Linked DNA regions of Xenopus tropicalis: region 2 is linked to region 1. The links are chromatin contacts, called in public Hi-C maps. All regions are on one chromosome and are shown on one strand. Each heading gives the region's core, a stretch centred on a gene start, on an enhancer-like site or on the middle of the called end of the contact. The rest is flanking DNA. Distances are from core to core; before and after follow the strand shown. Region 1 has its middle 42 kb from the start of hic2. Region 2 holds the start of hic2 (hypermethylated in cancer 2 protein).

Evidence for each region. Hi-C and Micro-C count contacts between places; a contact is called where the count stands out from the background.
Region 2: a contact with region 1 is called in a Hi-C map of gastrula embryo, with 2.3 times the contacts expected there. The contact joins the promoter of hic2 here to the enhancer-like site in region 1. A contact is called at or near these places in 4 of 5 Hi-C or Micro-C datasets (brain, gastrula embryo, liver and 1 more).

What each region holds. Positions count from the first base shown.
Region 1 is chr1:153,711,116-153,718,868 of UCB_Xtro_10.0, reverse strand. No RefSeq gene overlaps it. Among named protein-coding and RNA genes, the nearest start is that of hic2, 42 kb to the left of the region's middle. Within about 2 kb of position 2,303, at least 10 of the 11 cell types and tissues checked have an H3K27ac peak or open chromatin away from gene starts, as enhancers often do. A contact at or near this core is called in gastrula embryo, liver and neurula embryo, where this site is marked.
Region 2 is chr1:153,754,856-153,762,422 of UCB_Xtro_10.0, reverse strand. It overlaps hic2 (hypermethylated in cancer 2 protein), which reads left to right and starts at 5,047. Exons shown (of 2, transcript XM_002931886.5): 1 at 5,047-5,322.

The sequences.
Region 1 (7,753 bases), core at 1,054-3,553:
TGACTGCTAAAAGCCTATGTTCAGACAGGATTGCAGTTTAGTCACAGTGCCGCTGCATTTCCTTGATGCCAGGCGTCTAAAAGCAGCACAGAACAATAAGCTCTAATCTTTGCTCACACGTGCATGCAATATAGAACAATGTATTTATAGGGTCATATAATGTGTGCTGGTTTCTCTGCAATGTATCTTATGCGATACATTCACAAGGCCTGATCTCATGTACATACAGGGCTGCCCCTCAGGCTGATGCTGCTCTCCAGCTTTTCTCATTCAGTAAGATGTTTATCCAATAAACCACAGGTTTGTGGGGGGTGATGTAGGTAAAACCATGATATATTTCATTCTTGAACTGCTCACGCCTTGCCCATTGCCCAAAGCTCTGCATCCATGTTCCCTCCCAAGAGTCTCTTGAACTTCTGACCTGCTGTAAGATGTCAGCAGCATTATACACAGTGAGTCACCCAATGTGCCCAAGTGGGGAGGGGGGATAGCCAGATGTAGTGGGAGGCCTTATGCTGCCCTAAGGCTGATCATTCCAAATTCAGTTCTTTCATGAAATGGCCCAAATGTAAATGTATCTGCCCTGCTCTCTCCCTCTGTCATTAGTTGTGTTAAAACCAACTACTGGGCCCTAGGAATAGAGCTTATCTAGCTTTGTTTCATCTATATAATAAATTATGTTTGTGGCTTTAAAAATGACTTTGCTTAGCATATTAGGTAGAGTTAAAATGTTTACCCGGACACAACAAGCGTTACATTGCCTTGGTATATGTAGCACTTACTTCACATTTCACTGCATGGAGGTCATTTATTAACACTGGGCAAATTTGCATATGGGCAGTAATCCATAGCAACCAACAGTAAGGCTGATGCCACATGTGGCGTTTTTACGCTGCGTATTTTCTAATTCTCTCGGCGGCTGAAAAACGCCTGATATCATCATCCATAGAAATAGCTTGAAAAGACGCGAAGCAAACCACACAATGCGGAAATACGCTAGAAAACGCCTAAGCACGGATTTTTCAAGCGTTGGCTGAAATACGCCAGTACTTGCAAAGCAAGCTATTCCTATGGATACGCAAAGGCAGCTGCCAGACCTAGCGGAAATACGCGGCGTTTTTTTCTATTTCGCACTATTAGCACCATGGCAACAGGATTTGCTTACGTCACCAGTACTAGGCTGAAAAACGCCATGTGTGGCTTGTGCAGCGTTTTTAGGCTGAGAAAAAACGCCGCGTAAAAACGCCACGTGTGGCATCAGCCTTATTGTTACCACTGTTCTACTTGCAGATGGCAGAAACAAGGCAATTGCTGACTGGTTTCTGTTGGTTACTGCTTAGCAAATTTGCCCAGTTTTGACCAGTGAGCCCTACTGTTTAAAAGCCAGATTTTGGTAGCCACAACTTTCCCTAATCACAGTTATGTGGTTCCTTGTTTGGAATCACCATGGCAGTATCTGTTGCTTGAAAATGCTAACGTTTATGGTTTCAGGCAAAAGTTGTGCCAATATGCCAGATGCTGTAGGGCAAAAGGAGAAGTGATGGAAGACAATGCCACACCTTTTGTGGTTGGTACAATTCCACAGAAAAGTCCTGGCTACTAAACACTGACAAATCTAGTGTGTCATAAGCCCAGGGCTATCAGTGGGATGCTGATCAGTAACAGCTGGAGAGCCACAGGCTGAACATCCCTCATTCTTACAAGAAACGCATGTAACAATTCTTATTCTATATGATGTGCCCACCCTACATAATATATTGTTATGCTATATGAGAAGCCCTTCCTACATATTCCATAATGTGCTCATCATCCTATGTATTCCATTGTTATGTAATACTATATAATAAGCCCTTCCTACTATATTATACTATATCATTTCTCCCGTGTTATTATTGCAGCAAGGGATCTACGAATAAAAGGCTAGATAACGGAGCTAATCTCTTTCTGTACTGCATAAAGAATCCCCAGTGCCATCTCCCCATGTGCTGGCAATGAAGGGGTGAATGCCATCTCTCTCTCCCACCCCCGCCCCCCCATCTTGCGGTCCCAGCTGCCTGGTTGCTGTGGAGACGCAGCTTCGCGTTCATGCGGGCACAGAATGCAAGATGAGAGAGGCACAAGCATGAATAACAAAATATAGTAAGTGGCCCCGCCCCCTCCTATGACACGAGTGGACCATCCACCCAGCGGCGTGTGTTAGGGGCACAGGCAGAGCATGTAAGGAATGGGGGAGGGGAGCCCAGCGCTTCCTTTCGTGCGGGTATATAGCTCAGTCGGGGGATGAACTGGGAATGGATATGGAATTCCGTCAGGGATTCCTTCCAAACTCAGCCCTTGCACACAAGCCACATAGTTCTTCCCACTAAATTACTTTCTTTTTAGTAATAATGTCGGTAATTAAATTAACTTAGGAACGAAATATTTGTCCCAAAGAAGGGGAGTGACACTAAACTAATTTTGGCGCACTATTTTTTGAGTCAACGGATATGTTTCGGGCCAAGAGGCCAAGTGGGTATGTAGGGCGGGTATGTAGGATGGGATGTGTAACACGGTGAAGTGGTTTCCCGCGCAGTGTGAGGGGCTGACTGCCAGCAGAAGCAGTTGGTGCGGCAGATATTGCTCCTGCAGTCCCGCATATTGTATTAGGCAGCATAGGATGATATCTTTAATGCAGAAGAGCATTTATAGTGTTAACATTCAGCCCCACAGGCTCAGGGTAAAGCCAAAATACAGGATCTACGTCCTTTACCCCAATGCCAGTAATATATGTTAAGGTCCAGCAGATGTGTCTGCAGTCAATAGCTGTGTGAAAAAGTAAGAGCAAAAAAAAAAAAACAGACCAGAGGCATAATTATAGAAGAAAAGTAATTGCTGGGGGCCCCAGGAAGTGTAATTGCGGTACACATGCCTATTGGCGCTCAGTGGACATATGTACAACAACTACTAAATGCTCATAAGGCATTTTGGCCCCTTTAGCAGCCTGGGGGGTAATGAACATGTCAAAATAGCCTACATTGCCTTCAGCCACTTTATATGTACATAAATGAAAAATGTTCTGCATGTGGCAGACACTGGCCCAGTCAGATAGGGATATGTTAAATCAGGGTTCCCCAACCTTTCTAACTCGTGAGCCACAGTTTCAAAAGACTTGGAGAGCAACAAAAGCATAAAAGTTCATGGAGGTGCCAAATAAGGGCTAAGACTGGCTATTAGGCACACTGTCAGCTTACAGGAGGCTTTAGGCTAATGCCAGATGTGGCGTTTTTACGCTGCATATTTTCTCCGCCTAAAAACAGCACAACCCACACAGCCCCTGACTATGGCGTTTTTCAGCCTAGTACTGGTGACATAGCAAATCCCGTTTCCCATGATGCTAATAGTGCGAAATAGTAAAAACGCAGTGTATTTCCGCAAGGTCTGGCAGCTGCCTTTGTGTATACATAGGAATACTGTAGGTTGCTGTGCAAATAACGGCGTATTTCCTCAAACGCATGAAAAGTCAGTGGTAACGCGTTTCTAGCGTATTTACGCATAGTGTGTTGTCCATCGAGACTGTTTAAGTTATTTCTATGGACGATGATATCGTGCGTTTTTCAGCCGCCAAGAGAATTAGAAAATACGCAGCGTAAAAACGTCTCGTCTGGCATCAGCCTTAATTGGTGGTACATCATGTTTTTAACCAAAACTTGCTTCCAAGTCAGGAATTCAAAAAATAGCTACCTAGTTTGGGGGCACTGGGAGCAACATCCAAAGGGGTTGGTGAGCAACATGTTGCCCCTGAGCCACTGGTTGGGGATCACTGAGTTAAATATACACTATACAAATATAGTATATGTAGTATATATAGAGAATTCCCCATTCATTTAAATGAGAAGTGACTACAGCCAGGTAAAGGAGTGCAAAAATATAATGGGAATGCCATATTCCTAACCTAAAAGGTAGTGGATGATATTTAATTTTCTGATTGACTTGGCTTTTTCTTTAGTATAGGTTGTTTTTTTGCCAAATACAATGTCTTATTATGACTCTTGTTTTGCAGATTGTCATTGTGTCCATATTGGTATGAAAGGGACAAATGGCAATCACAATTAAAGTGTAAGTACCCTATTGCTGACTTCACATTTACACATGGAATTGCTTTAGTATTTGTGAATGCCAAGTCATTATATAAATAGCTGCAAAGCAGAAGGGATGCACATTGCATCATGGCAACATCTGCAGTATGGAGAGGAAGGTGGTGGTGGTTGTGCGTGTGGGTGAGGGGGGCAGGGGGCTTCCAGGCAGGGAGGTGCAGTGTGTGCAAGAAAGAGGTCAGCATGCAGGCTCAGTGTTAGCGGAGAGGGTGGCACGCTCCCCTGCAGTGTTTCCAGCTGCCTCTTCCCCACATGAGACTTTATGATCGCATTCTCTTCTATGTGTTAGACTGTGGGCACCCTGCCAGGTAGGGAGGCCCTGGATAAAGCTTTCCCTGGCAGGGAGCCTGGCTCTGTGCTGACATGTGCAGGGGGAGAGAGGTGTCAGGCAGCGCGTGGCGCTTGCTGTGTATATCTGATCAACAGATGTTAATGTACTGGTGCTGGCTTTCATTGGGCTACCCAGACACCCTGGGAATCACATCAAGTTTAGTGGCAGAGATTTCACCGTGAAAGGGGAAACAATGATCAGAGGCCACAGAAGATAGCTTGGTCGTCTGATCACCATTAAGGACCCTGGCACAATGCACTTGCAAAGAGTTGTATAGTTTGTGCAACACTTACTCCTTTTTCATTGTTTTTTTTCAGATTGCTAATGACTTTCAAGCTGCCTTTCCACTACAAAGGGCAGCACCGTCCCCCAATCTCTGAAACTTGCATTCATTTGACTCTCCCTCCTCCGCTCCCAATTTAATTAAGCACTTGCACCTTAGGGAATGGCCCATTCACAAAGATAGTGTCAGTGTGGACACTCCCAAATCAGCCTGAGGGATGCCAGCTTGCCTGGTGATATTGTAGCAGTTGCCAGGGGATAAGTGGTGGTGGCGGTGGTGAGCTGGGGAGGGGAGCTAATTAGTTAATTAGCCTGTTGCCTGCCACTGGCGACCCAGGCGTTCAAGTTAATGTATTATGGTGTTTCAGGGAGCATGTGTTTTATGTGCAGTTCCTTCAGGGCACAAAGGAAAAAAAGGAGGAAGCTTCTCTATCCCCACAGGCCAGGACTTGTCTACCCATCTCTGATCCCTCACCCACCCAGCTCCCATGTTTACATGACCAGCAGAAAGGAGCAGATGAAAGTAGGAAAAAGGGGGGTCTGTTTTTTCCTAAAATGCACAAACAAATGTTTCAAGTATAAAAGCACAGGAGCTTGTGTAAACTGAACCCATTTTTCTGCATCTTTCAGCAAGTCCATTATATGCATTTAGCCCAGGCATTCCCTATGGAGTTACACAAAGGGCGCTGAGCATTTGTTCTACGGCAGCTCTTCTACAGTTCTACAGATATCATTTGGTTGCAGGATGTCTTCATTTTTAAAGGGGAAGTAAGGTGTAGAAAACAGAAATGTGTTCTGTCTTGTCAAAGCAGCAAGATAAAAGGCTACCTTCTCTCAGTGATCACTATGTAGCATTTAGAAGGCTGACTGGGTTTTTATTATTGCTATTTTGTTTGTACTCTCTTCTTTTCATTTCTTAGTGTCATTCATACCACTTCTTGGTCATTAGAATCGCTGTCCCTAGCAACAAGATAATGTTTAAAGTAAGGTGACCAGGTCATCTTAAAAATCAAGGACATTATAGCCTTAATAATAACATATAGTCACATTTCTGCTGGTCAGCCGTCTGACTATAGATAACAGCTAACTACTGTGGAAAACAGAATATTGTAATTTATTTTGGAAGCTGCGATACACACAATTCAATTATGGTTTGCTTTATGGCAGCATCGGCTAAGTAAGCAATAGTTTTAGGGAGGGCCCTTCATTTCAGCAGGTGTGTTTGCCCCCCCATAGAAGAGACACATCTATAATTACTGCAGGGGATTCCAATGGGCTTGTGTTCAGAAAGACCAGTGTCTTTCTGAACACAAGCCCATTGGAATCCCCTGCAGTAATTATAGATGTGTCTCTTCTTATTAGATTAGTAAATATTACTAATAGCTGGCTTCAAATGGGTTTGAAATCTAATGTAGGAAGCTGCAGGAAATAATATAACAATTTCTATTCTTCATTAAACCCACAGGCAGGTACAAAAATGATTCAGTGCAACTGTGCTGTGTTACTACTAGCCATCTATAGTTATAGTTCTGCTGTTATCACTGGCCCTTTGTTATCATTTTCTCAGACTCTTTGCTCTTGCTTTGCAGCTTTTTTCTTACAGGAATACTGCCATCAGTCATACTTTACTGCTCAGCTGCAAGTTGGAGTGATATCACCCCCTCCCTTTCCCCACAGCAGCCTATCAGCAGAACAATGGGAAGGTAGATATAGGAATAGCAGACAATAGTGTGAAACCCAAGTCCAGTGTTGGACTCCTCCAGTTACATGGAAATAGGAAAAACAATAGGTTACCAGAAAGCAGTTCTAATGTGTAGCGCTGGCTGCTTCTGAAAGCTCAGACTCAGGCACAATGCATGAAGATGGCGCCTACACACCAATATTACAGCTAAAAAAAAATACATTTGTTGGTTCAAGAATAAAATGTTAAATGGTCGAGTGAATTATTTGCTATGCAAACAGTGTAATTTATAAATAAAAAGTATACCATAAAAATCACGACAGGATTCTTTTAAGCAACAATGCCCTTTCTCTTGTGCCAAATTTAGTTACAGGGGAAGAAATAAAGAGAGGTATCATTTATGTCTGAGCAAGATGAAATGGCTAAGGTCAGGTGGGTGGTTGAATCATTACACAAGGCCAGAGAGCAGTGCAGGGAATTGAAAGCAGTACATGGTTTCCAATGAATGCCGTCAGGCAATAATCTTCTGAATGGCTGATGTTTGTACACACAAGGCTATCCACTTAGAACTTGCATCAATTGGTTAATCTCACACTGTGTCTTTAGTTCACCAGAGGAAAAAGTGGCTCAGTGGCACCTCTGGCCTCCCAGGAATGAATGGTAGATCCCTGTGACAGAGTGGTATAATAGCCTGTAAATGAAGCTAGCCCTCTGATTTGTATATTTTAACACCAGGAAACAGTCTGTAAAGTTGTTGGCAGTGTCAGCTGAGAAACTTCCTGACTAATTCACTAGGAATAGTCCTGGTTCCCCTACCTTGGCTCCCCACATGTTGCTGGACTACCTACATTTTTCAATATACATAATCGGGGTTTAAGTTTCTGGGAGTTGTAGTCAAAAAACATCTGGAGTCCCAAGGTTAAGGAACATGGGCTTAGCGCAGGGGTCTCAAACTCGCGGCCCGCGGGCCATTTGCGGCCCTCGGTACAGTATTTTGTGGCCCGTACCAACGCCTTCTCAAAAGCAATGAATGGATCGCGATTTTTATTGCGATTCAAGGGATAATGCAAGGCACGGCGGGCGGGAGCTGCTGATTGCGGAAATGACGTTATGCCATCATAATCATATTATGGGAAGACGTTCTGTGTGCACAATTAGCTCCTTAGCAGCTAATTGTGCACACAGAACGTCTTCCCATAATAACTGTTATGATGGCATAACGTCATTTCCGCAATCAGCAGCTCCCGCCCGCCGTGCCTTGCATTATCCCTTGAAAGCCAATTTTTTGTGAAATCCCTTATGCGGCCCAGCCTCATCCTGACTTTG
Region 2 (7,567 bases), core at 3,798-6,297, 41 kb before region 1:
GTTTAATTGACCTGTGATTGATTGGACATTCAAAATAGGCATATGGCCACCAATAAAAACGATATATAGATCATTTACAAATGCACTGAAAAATTAGTAATCAGTAGAGCCATGCGTATAATTTGAACTGATCTTTTCCCAGTTTGATTAGGCCCAGGAGCCACATGATCAAATCAAGAAACGTCAGTTAATTTGCTGACCTCGCCAAATAAGCCAGTTTATTTTATATGGCCATATATACTTTTAGTGCTAGAAAATGAACAAATGAGATGGATAAAATGAAATAAGGTTTCTTTTAACCTTACTTTTTATTAACAATTTGTTTTATTTCTCCTTCAAGATAGAAAGTACTAAAATACTGTAGTAGTGAGCAGAGTGTATGCCAAATGTCAGTATGCTTAAATATAACAATTGCAGCCAAATGCACATGGAACATGGGGCATATTCTCTGTCAATCTTTTTCTGTTAGTGGAGAAGAAGGCAAACATGGCTCTGCAGCAGAAGCTCTCAAACTCTTGTTGTTTACTTGAATAGAATCCGCCTGACATTTGTGTTTTCCAGCAAAATCCATCACCACTCAGGCTGTTTCCATTCAAGAGAATGGCGTTTGAGCGTTTCATTGCTATCTAAAAATTGTTGGTGAAGAATTTTCTCCATGTGTAATATGTCAAAAGGTTTAAAGTCATTATTAAAGGTTTATTACAATTGAAATGAGCTTTGTGACCCAAAATGGTTTAGATTTAATTATAAAATCTTATCCACTTTTATTGTCAACTGCAGATAGAAGTGTCACTATAAAAGATCTTGGCGACCTACCCTAAACAACACGGTGCCTGGTTTGTTGAAAATAAGGCTCTAATAGTATAATATTAATATTAGTCTGTCTATTTTTGTGAAAATACAGGATAATTCACTTCTAAAAATAACTGGAATGATAATTTGTTTAGCACTATATATGCTTAATTTATACATGACCAGTATTATTTGCACTTAACTGCACTAAGTTGCTAACTTAGGTTATGATAAAGGTTACTAAAATATACAGGTCTAAATTATTTTTTTTATTAAAATAGTAAAATATATCAAGCTGGCAGAATGCATGACAGATGACCAATAGACAACAATCAACAAGCAGCATGAAAATATCTAATAATAATCCATAACCAGTATGGCAAACTTTTGCCTGCCCTGGGAAAACTTTCTTTCAACTGACAATAATAGATTGATCTGTTCCCAGTCCCTTTACCGTTCCATATAGTCTTTCTATTCCAACTACTTTAGTTGTGATTTATAATGGGTATAAATACTTAATTTAATTGTTTTCCCAAATAGATAAAATGGTAAAAAAGACCTTCAGACAAGGGACACCCACTCTGTATTTTTATTTTACAAGCTTTATACTTTAAGTGGGTTCTATTCCAATAACTGTGTGCATAACACCAATCAGACATGTGCCTTAAGATTGCAGTCCTGAGTACATGTACTACAATACAACTATAGTGAAAACAAAGGGCAATCTTATATAGAGATTTTTAAATGATGGTTGCTTCTTAGCAGTTCACTTTATGAGCTACATGCCATTTCCCTCCTTCCCGCCGTTTTGCACTTCTTATTTGGCTGCATGTGTTTTTATTACTCTGGCTTCAACTCTGTGGTGTGTTACATAGAATATACAATGATTACCTAAATCATGATTATCTCATACTTAGATTGTAAGCTCGGGGGCAGGGACCTCCTTCCTACTGTGTCTCATACCACATGGCACATATATATATATATATTTATTGTATTTATTTATAATATCATTTGTCCTCCCTGTGTGTAATTTTGTATTCTTTAAGATTGTACAGCGCTGCGTACCCTTGTGGCACTTTATAAATAAAGTTATACATACATACATACATACATACTTCTGAAATGTGATTAAATCTCATGTTCATAGATGGTTAGCTTGAAATGCCCAGGCTACTTCTCCCAGATGTCTTGTTGCTTCAAGTGAACCAAATCTCATATTCATTATTGCCAAGGTCTCACTTCTGGATCTGCAGTACCTAGTGTATAACAAATGCCAGCATAGGCAGAATGATTTCTTTTTGTCTATAGAAACATCTGATCACATTGAACAACATTCTCACAGAACTGCCTCCTGGGGTCTCATTGAAACATGCTGGCCTGAAATTGACCACACTGCCCTACAAAATGCAACATAACCAACTCATTTACATTACCAAATCGAGTACTGTGAATGCAACAAACATCTCTTTACTTGTCAATTTACAAAGCAAATGAGTGTTTTACAAAGTGTACAGAAGACACCAGATATACCAAATATGGACTCAGTTCCTCCTTCTGGCTCTCTTCCTATGAGCAACGTCACAGACTTAATAACCAAGCCCATTTGGATTTGAAAACAAAGTAAAAAAATAAATAAACAGGTTCCTCAGTGACTTGGTGTTAGATCATTACAGGATATTTTGATGCTGAGTCAGAAAGGCTGGCTTGTAATGAACACTGAACCTTTAACTCTTTTGCCAAAGGCCTTTCTAAGAATTAAAGCCACAGCCCATACATGAGGAAGTTCTTAATATTATAATTATTTTATTCCCCCTTTAAAGTTACCACAATGGTTTGAATGATGAGAATAAATACTTAACTGTGTTCTGCTCTGGTTGTACCTGTTGGATTCTCTCATACCACCAATGACCTACTTACATTTATTAACCCCTTTAGCGCCAGAAGTGGCAGTAATGCATGTCAGTTTACCAACTTTGTGTAACAGCATTTTCTCTGAATGACTGCCAAGAACATAAATGGATTCATACTGATCTGTTCTCTTGTACAAAAGCAGATTAGCATTGCAGTTTTACTATCTTGATAGCATCTATGATTCTAGCACAATAAATGGGATGGTAATTGGCATAACAACTGTAAATTGCAGCTCTAAGGCTAAGGACCCACGGAGAGAGTTAGTCGCCCACAATATAGTGCTGCTACTGTGGGCGTTTAACTGCTCCGAAATGCCTTTCCACCGGTAATGATAGGAGGAAACTTTGCACGACTTTGGAAAGCCAAAGCCTATTGTTATTTTGGGGTGGTTATTCACCCGCTGTAGCAGCGATCTATCTTGCCTGCATATTTTATATATGTATATACATATATATATTTGGATTAATAAGCTTTTTTGTTTTTCTTGAAGTCCCTGTATGTGCGGCATTCTGTCCTTCTGTTACAAATTGTAGCCAGCACCTGGGGCAGTTGGTTGTTTGTGGGGTGTGCGCCTTCTGCTGTTATATATATATACATATATATATATATATATATATATATATATAGCAAAAAAGGGAAAGTTATGCTCAACCACTACATTTTAAACCATTAGGTGGGGGTGCAATGAGGTTGTGACCACAAAATACATCTAGACAACAACAAGAGATCCTCTTGAAGTATATAGCAATATATGGAAAAAAAATCCCTGTTTTGCTTAAAGGGGAGGGCATTTATTGGTAGCTTAATGCACAGAATGTCTTAATGTCCTATATATATTGAAAATGGGTGAGTGCAGAGGATCTCCTCTGTTGTCTATACATATACACAGTATATATACACATCCATAGGGTGGCACACTGCTTCAAAAATGAAAAACAAAACATGTATTCAGTAGGACCAAAACGTAACGTTGGCTGTATGTTCCTACAGAACACACATTTGGTTTTTCATTAAAATCTCTGGTGTTGTTTAGGCAACAAGATGACACTAATGAAACAGGAATTTCTGGGGTGCTGGATAGGTATATTGACCAGATAGTATGCTACAGACACAAATATTTCCTGCACTAATAACCTTAATTTAGATAAATGCATAAAAACCTCCAAAGGCTCACTGCACAATAAACCTTTCTTTTGCCAGAAAGGAAAGGTCCCAACAAGAAGCCTCCTCTAATGAGGCAAACAGGAGTAACATATCTATTCTTACACTTGGAAAAAGGACTAATATACAGAACTAAAGGCAACTGTTTTTCCCTCTGCACAGAAATGGCATAATGAGATATTTTACCTGAACTATTTAGTAAGGATTAAAGTAGCCTGACAACATAATAGAAGCACAAATAATATGTATTGATGGTTGTTGTTGCTGAATTCATGAGAGCCGGTGAGCTGATTCTAAACATTTAAAAACAAAAGGGCTCACAACTGCCATCAAGGTACTTATATGTATATATATTCAAGAGCCTGGTATACAGCTGACATCTGATCTCCATTGCAGGAGGCGCACAGACTTGCCCATAAGGAAGGGGGGTGGCGGGTGAGGCCTTTGTAGTGGCCCATCATTCCTACCTTATTATGCACGAATGCCAGACCATCTCCATATACAAGGACACACTGCCCCCACCCTACTATTAGTCACAAAATGTATATACCCCATATGCAAATGGTAGTCTGAAGGGGCCTCAGCTGCTGCATGTAAAAAAAAAAAAAAGCATTTGTATGACCGAATGTAATACTGGGTGATGAGGAATGATGCATTACAGCTGAATGACCCAAGGGACCATGCTTCCTGGAGTGAATGTTATGTGCATGCACACATACATTATATATAGTCTTAAGAGAATTTGGATGCTTACACAAATGACCCTTTTAATTGTATTTTCCATTGCAGAAATCAACCCCACCATACAGCATAATAAGCAAAATAATAACCAGATAAAAACAGTTTATTAACAATGTTGCAAATAGTTTAAAATAAATTAAAAAAATATATATATAGGGACTTCTGATGCCCAGTAAGAGGTATCCCCTTTATTTCTGTTTAGATGTATCATATATATGTGTGTATATGTATGGCATAAGTGTTTTGCAGAGTCGCCCTCTTATCCCGTGCCTTCGCACCCCCACCTTTCCCTTGTGCGTTGCCTTGCCTGTTCTTATTACACCTATTATTTTACCCTCTTGCCCTAGGTCTTTCCTCCCCCACCCGTGCCCTCTTCTTACTCCTGTGCTTGCCCCGCCCCCTGTGCCCTCCTCTTGCGTGCCCGCCCGCCCTCTCTCCCTTCTTACTCCCGTGCCCTCCTATCTGGTGTGCTGTTCTCTCCTCCATGCCAACAATCTCGCTACCTCTTCCCTCCCGTATGCTCCGCTCCCCTGTGCCTTCCGTGTCCCTCCCTCTCGTACACTCCACCCTCCCTCTCTCTCCCCCTCACTCCCTGGCTCCTATTCATATTGCAGGTCAGGGGTGAGTCCCCACGTCACGCTGGAAGATGGCGGCCGGGCGGTTGTGAGATGAGGAGCTCGGGTAGCGCTGACAGAGCCCCTCACATGCAGTAAGGTAAATGGGGGGCAGTGGGCAGGGTGCTTATTGGAACGGAGGGTTTGGGCTTTGGTTATGTCGAGCAGGGCGGCGGACACTTTTGTTTAGTTGCTGGCTATTAGTGGGGCTGTGAGTGGAAAAGGGGAGCCGTGGGGTTACAGTGAGTGGGGTACATTGCCCGGCACCAGCGGGACGAGTTGGCGGTGACACGTGTGTGGCGCAGGTTCCCCGGCCAGTACCAAGGCTTCAGGGGGGTGGGGGTGCACACGAAAGGGATGCGGCTATAGGGTCTCCGCTTTTGCCCATGGGGTGAATGTACTCTGCCCGCACCCTACAGATGCACGGAATGGGAGTGTTTGCTTTTGTGCGTGCCCGGGGCTGTATGGGAACATCCATGTGTGCATGGGGAGAGGCAACGTTCAATGAGTTTTTTTCTTTTTGTGTGTGTGTGCGCGCTGGGGTGCGGGAGTAGGCATGGGGGAGTTTGAGTGGGCACATGGACACGGGTTTGAGTGTATGGGGGGGGGGGGTAGTGTTATTGGTGAAGTATTTCTCATGCAATTCGGAGGAGGGGGAGGTTGGTATATTGTGTGGACAGTAGGTGTGTAGGGTGGGTGTGGAGCTGATCTTATCCTAATCACTTTGCTGCTGCTGCTGCCAGCTGGCCCCCTTCTCTCCCCCCCCCTCGCCTCACCACTGGCACTAAGTGGGTGGCTCAGGGGGAGGGGATGTCTTTAATCCTCAAGGAATATATTTACCCCCAAGCATAGTGGCAGTTGCCCACCCCAATTTTAACCCCTTTGTTGCTTGACAGCTTGGTATATACTGTTTTGTTGCCATTACTGTATGTGCCCCTCATACATTCTGTAAGGAGACACTGAAGGCAATGGGAGTATGTGGTGCAAATGCTTTTTTTTTTCTATAAACTGTACAGTCAAGCCTTCTTATTAGAGGAGCCACATTATGTATGTATGTATGTATGTATGTATGTATGTATAACTTTATTTATAAAGCGCCACAAGGGTACGCAGCGCTGTACAGTCTTACAGAATACAAAATTACACACAGGGAGGAAGAGTGATATAATAAATAAATACAATAAATACATATATGTATGTATATATATATATATATATATATATATATATAAGTGCCATGTGGTATGAGACACAGTGGGAAGGCATTTTTAACACAGCCTTTTCTTTTGTACATCTGAATATATGCAATACATTAAAGCAGTTATTACAAACAAGGGCACACACAAAAATAAATATGCACAGAAAAAAAGCTTAAGTGGCACAGCACTGGAGTAAGTATTTCTATGCCCTGTAGAGCTTACACTCCAAAAAGTTTTTTTGTTTGTTTTTTTTAATCCACTTATAAATGCAACTTTTTTTTAGTGCATTTGTTTTAGGCTTGCAAATAAAATATTAAACACCCAGTTACTAAATAACACATAATTCCCTTTTTATAATTAGAAAGAGTATTGGCTTGCTTACTAGCTGTTAATACACGTCAGTTGTCTAGATTTATAATTTTATCTACTCCCTTCTGGCACATACAAGGTAATCTACCTACCGTAATTAATATAAGAACTGTAATCAGTGTTTGCCCCACGCTGTGGCACTAACTTGGAGCTCTGTGAAGCCTAGAAAGGGTTAACTTGTTAGAACGTTGGCTCACTACGTATGTGATCTTCATGCTTCTCACGCATGTGTGTGTTATAGGGATGGGAACCTGCTCTGCTATGGTATTAAGGTAAATAAGAATATCTGCTACAGGCATATTCTGTTTTAGCAGTTGGGTATGGGAGGGTGCATGGGGCGTGTTTGTGCTGAACCTTCTTAGATACACAGTAAAATAAGCAAGTGCCACATTTTTACTTCTGTTTGTTATCTGTTGCTTTTATTTTGTGGATTTGCAACGTTTTTTTTTTTTTTTTACGCTGGAGATCAATATTTATTGCCCTGTAAGGGAGAGGAAGTATGATGCTCTATTTTTTTCCTTTTCTTATCTTGCCCTATGCATAAGCATGGGTTGTACTGCAGTGTCATCTCTGTAGGCAGTTATAAAATGTTAGACAATTCTTGTATGACAGATTTTAAAAAGATCTTTTAAAAAAAATCTTAATAATCTTGACATCAGTGCATTCATGTGGGTGATCCCTAGGAGCCTCTTGCAACAAGATTTATTCATATTGGTTTTTAGACATAAAAGTGAATAGGTTTCATTACTGTCTATGGAACCGTTTACACTAGAGATT